Linked DNA regions of Mus musculus: regions 2 and 3 are each linked to region 1. A link is a contact called in public HiChIP or PLAC-seq and promoter capture Hi-C data. All regions are on one chromosome and are shown on one strand. Each heading gives the region's core, a stretch centred on a gene start, on an enhancer-like site or on the middle of the called end of the contact. The rest is flanking DNA. Distances are from core to core; before and after follow the strand shown. Region 1 overlaps Ankrd11 (ankyrin repeat domain 11). Region 2 overlaps Sult5a1 (sulfotransferase family 5A, member 1). Region 3 overlaps Spg7 (SPG7, paraplegin matrix AAA peptidase subunit).

Region 1 (3,696 bases), core at 375-2,874:
TGCATGCTAAAGATTGAAAAATACAGAAATACAAATCCAGGCATGCACTGAGACCTGGATACCAGCAGCTGGGAGCAGAAGCCCCTCCTAATACTAAGATCCTAACAGATGAGGCAGAAGTAGCACAGGCAAGGGCTCACGGCCCTCAGTGTGGAGCTGGGAGCACACTACCTGGCTCCTATACTCACATGTCTGTCACTCCTCCTCTTGTCTTCCTTAAGGATCTCTGCTGTGCTCTAACCCCAAACACCTTTCACATTGGCTAATTTTGATGTCTCATTGCTATAAATGCTAAATAACAGTCCTGAGCCTTCGTATCAAGTAGATATATTACTTTGTTCTGGTTTGCCCACCAGACCATCTGCCTCTGAATTATGGAAAATACACAATTTGAAACTGAAATTACTTTCTTTGCTAGTCCACAGTCTTCTCTGTGAAGAAAAAAATGGAAAGGGCAAATGGCTGAGAAATATACCAGACCAACCACCAAGTCCATGAAGCATTTTATTTGGCTCTGGTTGTTCACAAGCAGTCACACTGTGGTTATTAGGGCAATCAGCAGGTTCTCCACGCCACGCCCTTTCCCTGCCAAGCCCTAGCCTGTGAGTCAGTGACCTGGCAGACAGATGCACTCTGCTTTCTCACTTGCCATGGTCTAGCATCTGCCAATATGCAGCCCAGAGTTACACCATCTAGTGAGCAAGAGGACAGAAAAGCCTCATTAGCGTGTGTGCACATGTACACACACACAGCCTCTTACACCAAGCATTCCGAGTTCCATATAGCCAATGGCAAGAGAATCCCTCAGTTTTTCCTCTCCCACAGAAGAACTGAGGGATCAAGCCCCGAGGAATGAACGCTTCAGTGGGTGTCTAAGACTCATGAGTCGACCGAACGCTGTACAGACCCGAAAAGAGGCTCAAAGGCACAGCGGTGGAAAAAGTTAATTCTCTCCCTTCTTCCAAGGAAGCACTGTACTGGGAAGCCAGTTTTGACTTCATACGCAATGGGGCAGGTGGATTCTGTGTGAGCCCTAGAAAGGTAGGTAGGGTAATTTATAGATTTTTAAATTAGTGGAAAAATTTTCAACAGAGACCAAATTTTAAGCAAATCACGTAATTCCATAACGAAGGTTTTTTTTTTTTTTTTTTTTTTAAAGTAGCCCTAGGTGGCCTGCAGGTCATAGAATCTACTTGCTTCCCATGCTCCAGGATCAAAAGGTTGTGATGTCACACCAGGCCTCGGGAACTCTACAGAGACCAGACCGAGAGTGGGAGGAAGAGCCTTTCCTCACCAGGTGATGTATGTGGTCAACACCAAAGACCTGGTCTGGAAGAGGCCCTGAGGGAGTGGAGATGGTCTTACAGTCTGAGATGAGGGTACCGGCTCAGACAACCAGGTCTGTTATGTCCCAGTCTCGCCAGTGTCACAGGGGGTCAGGACATGCTCCTGTCCACAGCTCCTGGGCATCATGATCGCAGGCATGTTCCATCTTGAGGTCTATCTGAACACCTACAGCATCTAGCTGCGGCATAAGCATCACAACACTGATAGACAGCCTTGGGAGGGCAAGCTTTTTCATCAGGCTGACTCACAACAGACAAAACTGTACTGTTCTTGGCAGGATGCCCTCAGTCCTGACTAAGCACTGGGGAAGCCGCACCTCCAGTGGGCTGGGCCATTGGCAGCAGGGTCTGGGAAACAGGAAAAGTTTGTACGGTTTGGTCATTTAAGGCCAGCCAGCTTCTTGCCACTTGAGGGCACAGTAAAGGACGCTCACTATTTGCTACTAGGAACCCTGACTGGAATGAGGGTGGGAGGGTACCCCTTGTGTTACTGGGGTAGACCGCATTTGTCATCAAGGATGAGTGCTAAACTGTACATTATCAGCAGAGGGCGCTGGAGGAACACTGGTCAGGAAAGGATAAGCTATTGGCCTAGGGCACTGCAAGCATTTGTCTGTAAAAACCTTTCAAAACTAGGAGGTGCCTTAGTATGACTGAGTCACACACCTCCAGGGAGGTCTGACAACCCTATCAAGATGACCAGAGAGATCCTATCTTGGTCACTATTTCATCGAGTTAAAAATATCAGCACTTTTCCAGCTTCCAGAACTCTGAGCCAAAATAAACCTCTTTATTACACAGGGGGAAAATATCAATCCCACAATTCTTTGCGCACCCATTCTGAGTATTCTCCATCCTGAATGAGGTGGTGGGTGCCACTGCAGAAGCCCCTGCAGACAAGATGCCATCCACTCCATCATACCCCGTTTGTAAGCCAGCACTGCATCTCTGGGTAGGAGAATAATACCCAGTACTTCCTGAGGCATCCAGCTCACCAATGTATAGAAGAGAAAGATTATAAAGTGTGTGTGTGTTTGTGTGTGCGCGAGCGCGCGCAGAACCCAATGGATGAAGACAAACCAATACTTCCAGTACTTAGGAGATGAATGCAAAAGGATCCAGAGGTGGAAACCAGCCTGAGAAAACTGACAAACCCCATCTCCAAGTATAGAGATGCCTAAGGCTGGACGTCTTAAACAACACCAACAGTAGCGAGTTTGCACATAGGCTTCGGGTTCCATTTCCAACGAAGGAAGGAGTAGGAAAGGAGTGGATCCAGTCTTCACTGGAGCTGCGAGACCCGACTCACAAACGTTATAAAGAAGTCAGCCACGGATAGGACAGTAGACACAGCGCTGGCCAGTCACCCATCTCTAGCTAGGTCTACAGTTCAGTCTTCCTGAAAACGCTACCTGCCAAAGCTGAGCCTGTGCCTGCCTCAGGTCAGGTGTGAACATGAACAGTTTGACAGCACACCAACAGCGAAGGCTGAAGGACAATCTAGAGTGCAGTGGTGCAGAGCCTCACAGAGGCCTCCACAGATGGACAGACTTCCCTCCACAACCACAACAGGAGTCAGAGCACTCTCCTGAGCAATGCAAGGACCGCCACTTGCCTTATGAATCCCTACAAACAATGTTAAAACACACGCGCGCGCACAGACACACACAGACATTCAGGTTTGATGTGGTCTTCTGGTTATGTCCTGATGAGCTCACGGGGCTGTCATCCCTCCACTCCAGCACTACGGCAGAACAGAGGTGTAGGGAAGCCTGCTATCCACATGTCTACCATAAGTACCCACATACTTCTGCTTTTCCTTACAAGTATCTGTGACAGAGGGTGCGACATCCATGCAAGCCTTTATAAACCTCCCACCCCGAGACATCAGCAGCCTCATCTCAACGTCCTCAGTGCTAGGAGATGACAGACATGAAACCCAATGCTTCACCCCAGGCTTCCTCTGCCATTTGTGTTCTACTGCCCCAGAGGCCTTAAAAAAGGGGGGAGGAGAAAAGACCAGTAGAGTGGAGTCCTGCCTGCATCATCAAATTCAGAAGGATATGCAAGCCAGTAGCAGACCCCAGGGTTCTCCTTGAGCAAGACAGAATCCGACTGGGAACGTACACAATGAAAGGTGCTAACCCCAACCCGTATATGCTCCTGTTCTGCATTCTTAGACCTATCCATTCTTAGGAAGACTACACCAGCTGCCTCGATTTCAGGTTCTCCCTGGGTTCTGCCACAAATCCATGTGCCTTGGGAGCTGTGGGGAGCCATCACCTAGAGGCCTGCTGTCTCTTGCCCTTACTGTTATTACTCTGGGCTGCACTGTACAGACTGGTGCAAT
Region 2 (3,696 bases), core at 719-3,218, 240 kb after region 1:
TTGGGGCCGGCTTACAGGTTCAGAGGTCCAGTCCATTATCATCAAGGTGGGAGCAGGGCAGCATCTAGACAGGCATGGCACAGGCAGAGCTGTGAGTTCTACATCTTCATCCAAAGGCTGCTAGTGGAAGACTGACTTCCAGGCAAGTAGGGTGAGGATCTTAAGCCCACACCCACAGTGGCACACCCATCCCAACCAGGTCACACCTATTCCAACAAGGCCACACCTCCAAATGGTGCCACTCCCTGGTCCAAGAATATACAAACCATCACATAGATCAAGCTGACCTTGACCTCCCAGAGATCCATTGGCCTCTGTCTCCCAAGTGCTACTAGGGTTACAGGTGTGCTTCACCACATCAGGCTGTTTGAGCCAGCGTCTTATATAACCACTTACTATGTAGCTAACGATGACCTGTGGCTTCTGATCCTCCTATCCCTTCCTCCCCAGTGTTTGGATTCCAGGCATGAACCATTGTGTTAGGTTTCATGAATGCTTGAGGTCATATTTGGGGCTTCCTGAACACCAGGCGAGCATCTCAGCGACTGGGTTACATTCCCAGCTCATGGGGTCTTTGGAAAAGTCACCTGTTGTCATAGGAACTCCCACTCTGGGACACATAGAAGGTCCAGAGTCAAGGATGCTGCTGCTGTGTTCGCAACCATTATAAACGGCATCTATAATGAAGTCTGGGGACAGCGTCCCTGGCTGTGGCCATTCAATTGTCCTTTCAGTACGAGGACTTGGGCTGCTAAGAGCAACCCCGCAACAGACAGACACTCCTTGGAGAACTCGTATGTATCTCTCTCTCTCTCCCTCTCTCTCTCTCTCTGAGATAGGGTCTCTCTACATAGCCCTGGTTGTCCTGGAACTCACGATGTAGACTAGGCTGGCTTCCAGAAGTTGTAGAGTCCTTGCTAAGTGTGTGTGGATTCCTGGCTTCAGTGTCCAGTGCTGCAAGTCACCTTCCTTCCCTCTGCAGGCAACCCCAGTCCTGTGTGCTTGATGCCTCCACCCTTGGGCTCCTCCTACCCATGGGCACTGGCGTGGAGTCATCCTGGCATCTTGGTTGGACTGCTAAGCCTGACGAAGATCTGCATCTAAATTTTCACCCAAGAAACAGCGAAACAGAGCTTGGTGCTTCCCTGCCTCTCGCAGGACAGGCTCTACCTTTTTCTTCCAGGGCATACTCCTTCCCAGTTCTCTTGATGTCCCCTGGTCTGAGGCAGGCAAGCTGGGCTTAGCTTTTTTATTTTTAAATAGTGTATATATCTATATCTATATCTATATCTATATATATATAGATATAGATATAGATATAGTGGCTGTCTTCAGACACCCCAGAAGAGGGCATCAGATGCATGCTAGTACACATGGTTGTGAGCCACCATGTGGTTGCTGGGAATTGAACTCAGGACCTCTGGAAGAGCAGTCAATGCTCTTAACCGCTGAGCCATCTCTCCAGCCCCCTGGGCTTAGCTTTTGACACCAAAATTCCCGAGGGCGACAGACAGCTCACAGTCACAGTACTCTAGCTGCCTGCCTCATACCCGGTACTCCCTCCATGTGGACCACGGCTGGGGCTGAGCAGCGGATACCTGTGCCACAATGTTCAGGGTGAGTGTTCCTGGCGTCTGGATACCTTCATGTTCCACACTGGGACAGGCAAAGTGGGGGGAGCTCCCAGATCTGCAATCAGACCCCGAAAAGTCTGCATTCTCATGTGGCCTCATGGATTCTCTTGGCCTGGTTGGAGTGGGTGTGGCCTTGTTGAAGGGATAGATGTGTCACTGTGTGGGTGGACTTCTATGCTCAGGCTATGTCTGGTGTGACACAGTCCTGTCCTGCCCCCCCCCCCAAAAAAAAAAAAACCCAAAAAACAAAACAAAACAAAACTCCACAGGGGCCCTTTCCAATTGCTGAGCCAAGGCCCAAGGGTCTAGAGAGAGTTGTTCTCATCGCAGTGCGTGAGCAGACAGCTGCTATAAATGAAAACAGGACGGAGCTCTGAATCAACCGGTTCTGGAGCCAGCTCCTTGGATCAAGTCACTCCTTGGCTTTAAGCCAGGGACGGATTTTTGTCATATTGCCATTAGAGTATTCCATGGAACTCAGGCAGATGGGCAGCGCACAGGGATCGAGAGGATGAGAAGGGACTTTCTGCCTCCACTTGGGCCTCATTATGCCCAGTGCTGCCAACACTTCTTCTCAGAGCGGAAGCTTGCTGCGGTGCACATGTGACTGTGATGGTAGCCATCTTGGAAGGCAGCCCACATACTCTGGGAGCCCCAATGAGTGAGCAGAGACCTTTCCCATTACTTGGGTTTGTTGGTGTTTGTTCCTAATGCTGGCTTTGGCTTCTCTGGTCCAGATTTGATCTTCTTGGGAACCCCACAGGCTCCTCCCGCTTTTCTACATTCTTTATCTTTGCCCTCTGGAAGAATGATCCTGGGGTATAAGGTCTAGGGAGTCTCATCTGGAGGTTCTAAAGAAAGTTTTGGGACTGCAGCCTAGTAAAGGGCCAAGCTCTAGAGAAAAAAGAGGGTTCCGAGGATCTGTGTCCCCTTTTTTCCCTAACTTCCAAGGTAAAGGGTATATATAGTACACAGGTCCAGGCTGAGCCTGGGACAGAGTCTGTATAACATGAATCTGAGCTTTTATTGCTAGACCAGGAACATAGCACAGTAGGAGGACAGGCTAGACCAGGGGCGTAGCACAGGAGGAGGACAGGCTAGACCAGTAGCATAGCACAGTAGGAGGACAGGCTAGACCAGGGTTGTAGCATGGTGGGCCCATGTGAATGGGCTAGATAGGTCAGAAGGGTCAGTCCATGGTCCAGGGGAGGCAAAGGCCAGAGTCACCCATCTTGGACTGGTAGACAGCGTTGAACTTCTCATTCAGCTCAGGAGTAAAGTATTCCCTCCAGTTCCCCACAACACCTAGAGTAAGGGCAGATGGTGCGAGTCAGGCAGGGAGAGAAGACAGTAAACCACACTAACTCCTGAGAGACTGACAGCTACTTCTCCATCACCACATTCTGAATTATGTCCTGGAGGAGGCATGCGAACCTCCCATCTGGTACCTGGGAACATGACTTAATTTAGAAATAGGTTAAGAGGAGAGAGGCCTAATCTAGTGACTGGTGCCCGCAGAGTGTAGGAGTAGAGCCTGGGGTTGTTTGAATAGGAATGGCTCCCATAGACTCATGTGTGTGATGCTTAGCCCGTAGAGTATAGCACTCTTAGGAGGTGTGGCCTTCTTGGAGGAGGTGTGGCCTTGCTGGAGGAAATGTATCACTGTGGGAGTGGGCCTTGAAGTCTTCTATGCTCAAGCTATGCCTGGTGTGGCACAGCGTCTCCTGCAGGTCAGGAACCCTTAGCTCCTCCAGCACCATGTCTGCCTCTACACCTCCATGCTTCCCGCCATGATGATGATGGCCTGAATAAATCCTGAAACTGTAAGCCAGCCCCAATTAAATGCTTTACCTTGTAAAAATACCTCTCCGAAAGTGCCCCAAACTCCATCATTGCCAACTCTTCCAGAAGAGACTGACCTCCATTGTTAGAGGCAACAATGTTCAAGCATTGCCTGAGCCCAGCCCCGCCCATGCAGTTCTGAAGAAAGGGTAGCAGAAAGGTTCTATCTGCCTGAGTACCTGTGGTCATGGTGCCTCCTCACAGCGATGAAACCCTAATC
Region 3 (3,696 bases), core at 842-3,341, 180 kb after region 1:
CTGCTCAGAGGGAAGCTGGGACTGAGTGGACACAGCTGCCAGTGAGGCCTCCAGGCTGTGGCCCCTCAGTTTCTCTGTTGTGTGTCTCTCTGCCCTTGGAGGGGGCATTGAGCACGGTGTCGAGATTCTTGCATTTTAGAGGGGCCAATGTGAGACGCTGGGAAGGAGACCTCAGTGCTGTTGCTTTTCTTTGGAATGGAGAAGCCCAGTGGGAGCCCTCCTAGCTCTTTATTTTGAGCTATTTCTAGAAGACTCATTCCTTAAAAGATGTTTTTGAGAATTACATTAATACAGTTTATTTGTGTGGAAAGGAGTAGATGCCATGATGGGCGTGTAGTCAGAAGGCAACTCTTAATGAGCTGGTCTCTCCCTTTGGTCTCTCCCTTTGGTGCATGGGTCTTGGGGGTCAAACTCAAACCATCAGGCTTGGCCTAAGGGCATTTACCAGCTGAGCCATCTCTCTCTCTCTCTCTCTCTCTCTCTCTCTCTCTCTCTCTCCTCTTTTCCTTCTCTCTCCTTTTCCCTTTTTCTCCCTCTCTCTCTCTCCCTCCCTCCCTTCCTCCCTCCACTCCCTCTCTTTCCCTCTCTCTGTGTTTGATTTTATTTATTGTGAACATTTTTGTAGTTAAAAATATAAATTTGTCAATTATAACCTCATGGTTTTGTTTTTGTTTGTTTGCTTGTTTGTTTGTTTGCTTGTTTGTTTGTTTGTTTTTTGAGACAGGGTATCTCTGTGTAGCCCTGGCTGTCCTGGGATTTATTCTGTAGACCAGAATGGCCTTGAACTCAGAGCTCCACCTGCCTGTGCCTCTCAGTGCTGGGATTGAAAGCATGAGCTACCATGCCCAGTTTATGGTTTTTCTTTTAGTTTTGAGACAAGGCCTCACTGTGTAACCCTAGCTGGCCTAGAACTTGATACACAGACCAGGCTGGCCTACAACTCACAGGGATTTGCCTGCCTCTGCCTCCTGAATGCTGGAGTTAAAGGGTTTACCAGCGCTGCCCAGGCCTGGGACTCGTCCTTAAGGCCAGGTGAAGCATTAACATGGTGGCCTTCAAGGCACTGCATACAAAACACTACGTCATTCGAGGTGGACAAGAGGTGGAGAGTGGGAGGTCACGTGATGTCCTTCTTTGGCCTTCGTACATTGGCACACACTGCACACATGCACATGGGTAAGTGTGTGCTACTCTCACACAACGCACAGAAGAGTTCACCTCCTAGCTCTTGTGTCATCAGATGGGCTGGTGCACATTATTTCATGAACTGTGAAGTTGCTACAGATTTACCATAAGCAAGGGATGGGTCTGATAGCGATGAGGAAGGGGAGTGTATGGCTGAGAGGCCACGAGGAAGAGGGCAGCTCGAGCTGTCCCACAGCCCTCCTAGTTTCTATCCCTTTTGTTGTCCAGTTGTCTATCAGCATATTGATTCAGAGCCCACAGGGCGGGCAAGCCACAGAGACCCCGACAGCTGCTTTGCATACCACAGAAGTGCTCAGTGTCAAGTTTCCAGAGCAGTAAATGCCTTGGAGACCTGGGTAGAGTCCCTGTGAAGAGCAGAGGGCTCCTGGAAACTCATGGATCCTGAGGACCCAGCCCAAGGACCTGGCATGGAGGTCTTTCTTGTCTCAGCTACGGCTCTGTGATTAGTGCAGTGAAACTGAACATGTGTCCTTCGTCCCTCAGACACTGGCCAGGTGTCCTTGGCGTGAAGGAGGCTCCAGTGAACCTTCTCCTGTGGCTCTTCCGCGCCCCCCCCCCCAACCTCAAAGAGATATTTTATTTAAATAAGGGCTTCGATGGATTTCATAGCATTAATACTCAACAGGTAGACTGACAATCTGCCAACGGGTTTGTTACCTTACATACACAGTTAGAGGCAGGGCCACCTTCCTCAAGAGTCTTGAGTGCGCTAGAAAGCAGGCCGTTTTCTGAGCTGGATTTCTCTGAACTACTATAAAAATAGCTGTTTGTCCCCAAGAGTTGGCTGAGGAACCCGTTGCTTGTCACATTGGCCCAGCACTAACAAGTCTCTTTGTGTGCTCACAGCTGTGTACGCTGGCTCCTTCAGACGCCCTGAAACTAGTCTTTGTCGTCTCTGCAGGAAGAACAGTTTCTGTTCTTTGGCGTGCGGAGGATGGAGCTGAGCGGATGTTGTGCTGCCCGTGGGAAACTCACCAAGGGGCTGAGAGGCCTAGTCATGGAGGTCCCAGCCCAGCACAGGCTGTAAGCTTATACAAGCGAGCCTCAGGCCAGCACCTCTTTCCCCCCCTGCTTACTACGAGGTCACCTGGCCACAGGTGCCTTGGAGAAAGGGCTTTAACATGCTCTGGTCTGTTGTCACATATGCACAGGTTTATGTTTTAGAAACAAACAGTGTAAACGTTGATTTCATATGAGAGTCATTACAAAAATCCTAGTAGGGCCGGGCATGGTGGCACACAACTTTAATCCCAGTACCTGGGAGACAAAGGCAGGTGGAACGCTGAGTTTGCGGCCAGCCTGGTCAACATAGCAAGTTCCAGGCTAGCCAGAGTTACATCATGAAACCCTGTTTCAAGATGGAGGGTGGGGGGTGGGATCGGGGGTGGGGATGAAGAAAATCCTAACAGGACTTGGTGACTGGCTCAGTGTAGAGTTCTTGCCTTGTGTGCATGAGATCCTGGGTTGTATCAAAAATTGAAAGGAAGAAAGGCTGGAGAGATGGCTCAGCAGCTAAGAACACTTGTAGCCAGTCGTGGTGGTGCATGTCTTTAATTTCAGCACTCAAGGGATCTTTGTGAATTCAAGGAGAGCCTCATCATGGCTTTTGTTGCATCTAGGCAGCATCTTCATGGTAGCACTGAGAATATTTTGCACAGCTGTGCCCTGGCAGGATACATTTCCTCATAACTGTGAGACACAGCCTGGGACTCAGCTGTTGTCATACCCTACCAGCAAAGAGTCCTCTAACCTCTGAGACTGCTAGCACCCTTAAGTGGGGTCACTATGGGCCAAGGCCTGGGTGATGCCAGACTTGAAGCTTACTGACAGATAGCAACACTGGCCTTGCTAAGAGCCATGTTCACATGTAGCCACAGCTAATGGACATTCCCCCACCCCAGACTAAGGTTAAACGTGAGCACCCAAGTGAGCCTCCACTCTTGTGTGGGGACGGCTCTTTATTGGTGCTATGTGTTAATAAATGTTCTGTTCCTCCATGTCGACGTTGTCAGGGTATGACCAGCTTCTCTTTACTACTGGGATTCATTCCCCATGTCTCTGTTGTTGCATTTCCTAACCACCCACCTCTTGGGTCTATTCTGCATCCATCCACCACACAAACCTTCCGGCCGGCCTAGATGGCTTAAGAGCTTTGGGGGATTCTTCTGCCTCCACTCCCTGCCTTCCCAGGAGCACTGGGATTAGAGAGCTTGGGCTGTGCATCTGCCTCTTGCAGGAGTGCTGAGAATTCAAGCTCAGGCCTCACGCTTGCAAAATCAAGTGTGGGTGTTTGTCCCCCTAAGTGAGCTCTCTCCAGCTCTGGTCTATCTCTTGTTTAGTTTTATTTACTTGTTTGGTTTTTTCTTTGTGGGGCACGGTCTCACTCTGTAGCCTTGCCTGGCCTGGAACTCACAGGTCTACCTGCCTCTGCCTCCAAAATGCAGGTTGATGCCTGGCCCATGTGTTTGAGACACGGTCTCATACAGTCTA

Evidence for each region. HiChIP or PLAC-seq counts read pairs in DNA pulled down with a chosen protein or histone mark. Capture Hi-C pulls out chosen DNA fragments and counts their contacts.
Region 2: a promoter capture Hi-C map of adipose tissue shows a contact between it and region 1. The contact joins two enhancer-like sites. A contact is called at or near these places in 1 of 39 promoter capture datasets (hematopoietic stem and progenitor cells), 3 of 484 Hi-C or Micro-C datasets (the N1E-115 cell line, cerebellum and muscle stem cells), 1 of 115 datasets of contacts at active chromatin or transcription factors (large pre-B cells) and 3 of 9 other capture datasets (adipose tissue, liver and pancreatic islet).
Region 3: an H3K27ac HiChIP or PLAC-seq map of stem cell-derived neural progenitor cells shows a contact between it and region 1, with 6 times the contacts expected there. The contact joins two enhancer-like sites. A contact is called at or near these places in 70 of 484 Hi-C or Micro-C datasets (3T3-L1-derived adipocytes, the AML12 cell line, the AtT-20 cell line and 38 more), 15 of 115 datasets of contacts at active chromatin or transcription factors (CD4 single positive thymocytes, the HPC-7 cell line, the NIH/3T3 cell line and 9 more) and 4 of 9 other capture datasets (adipose tissue, bone marrow-derived macrophages, liver and 1 more).

What each region holds. Positions count from the first base shown.
Region 1 is chr8:122,904,922-122,908,617 of GRCm38.p6, forward strand. All of the region lies in intron 4 of Ankrd11 (ankyrin repeat domain 11), which reads right to left. It overlaps Gm39273 (a long non-coding RNA gene), which reads left to right. Exons shown (of 4, transcript XR_003947488.1): 2 at 1-1,041; 3 at 1,160-3,696. Among named protein-coding and RNA genes, the nearest start is that of Gm39272, 27 kb to the right of the region's middle. Within about 2 kb of position 1,625, at least 211 of the 459 cell types and tissues checked have an H3K27ac peak or open chromatin away from gene starts, as enhancers often do. A contact at or near this core is called in adipose tissue, cerebellum, muscle stem cells and 4 more, where this site is marked.
Region 2 is chr8:123,140,208-123,143,903 of GRCm38.p6, forward strand. It overlaps Sult5a1 (sulfotransferase family 5A, member 1), which reads right to left. Exons shown (of 7, transcript NM_020564.3): 7 at 2,640-2,939. The coding sequence ends at 2,824. Among named protein-coding and RNA genes, the nearest start is that of Mir7080, 12 kb to the left of the region's middle. Within about 2 kb of position 1,969, at least 87 of the 459 cell types and tissues checked have an H3K27ac peak or open chromatin away from gene starts, as enhancers often do. A contact at or near this core is called in adipose tissue, cerebellum and muscle stem cells, where this site is marked.
Region 3 is chr8:123,081,715-123,085,410 of GRCm38.p6, forward strand. All of the region lies in intron 9 of Spg7 (SPG7, paraplegin matrix AAA peptidase subunit), which reads left to right. Among named protein-coding and RNA genes, the nearest start is that of Spg7, 18 kb to the left of the region's middle. Within about 2 kb of position 2,092, at least 33 of the 459 cell types and tissues checked have an H3K27ac peak or open chromatin away from gene starts, as enhancers often do. A contact at or near this core is called in neural progenitor cells, neural stem cells, stem cell-derived neural progenitor cells and 1 more, where this site is marked.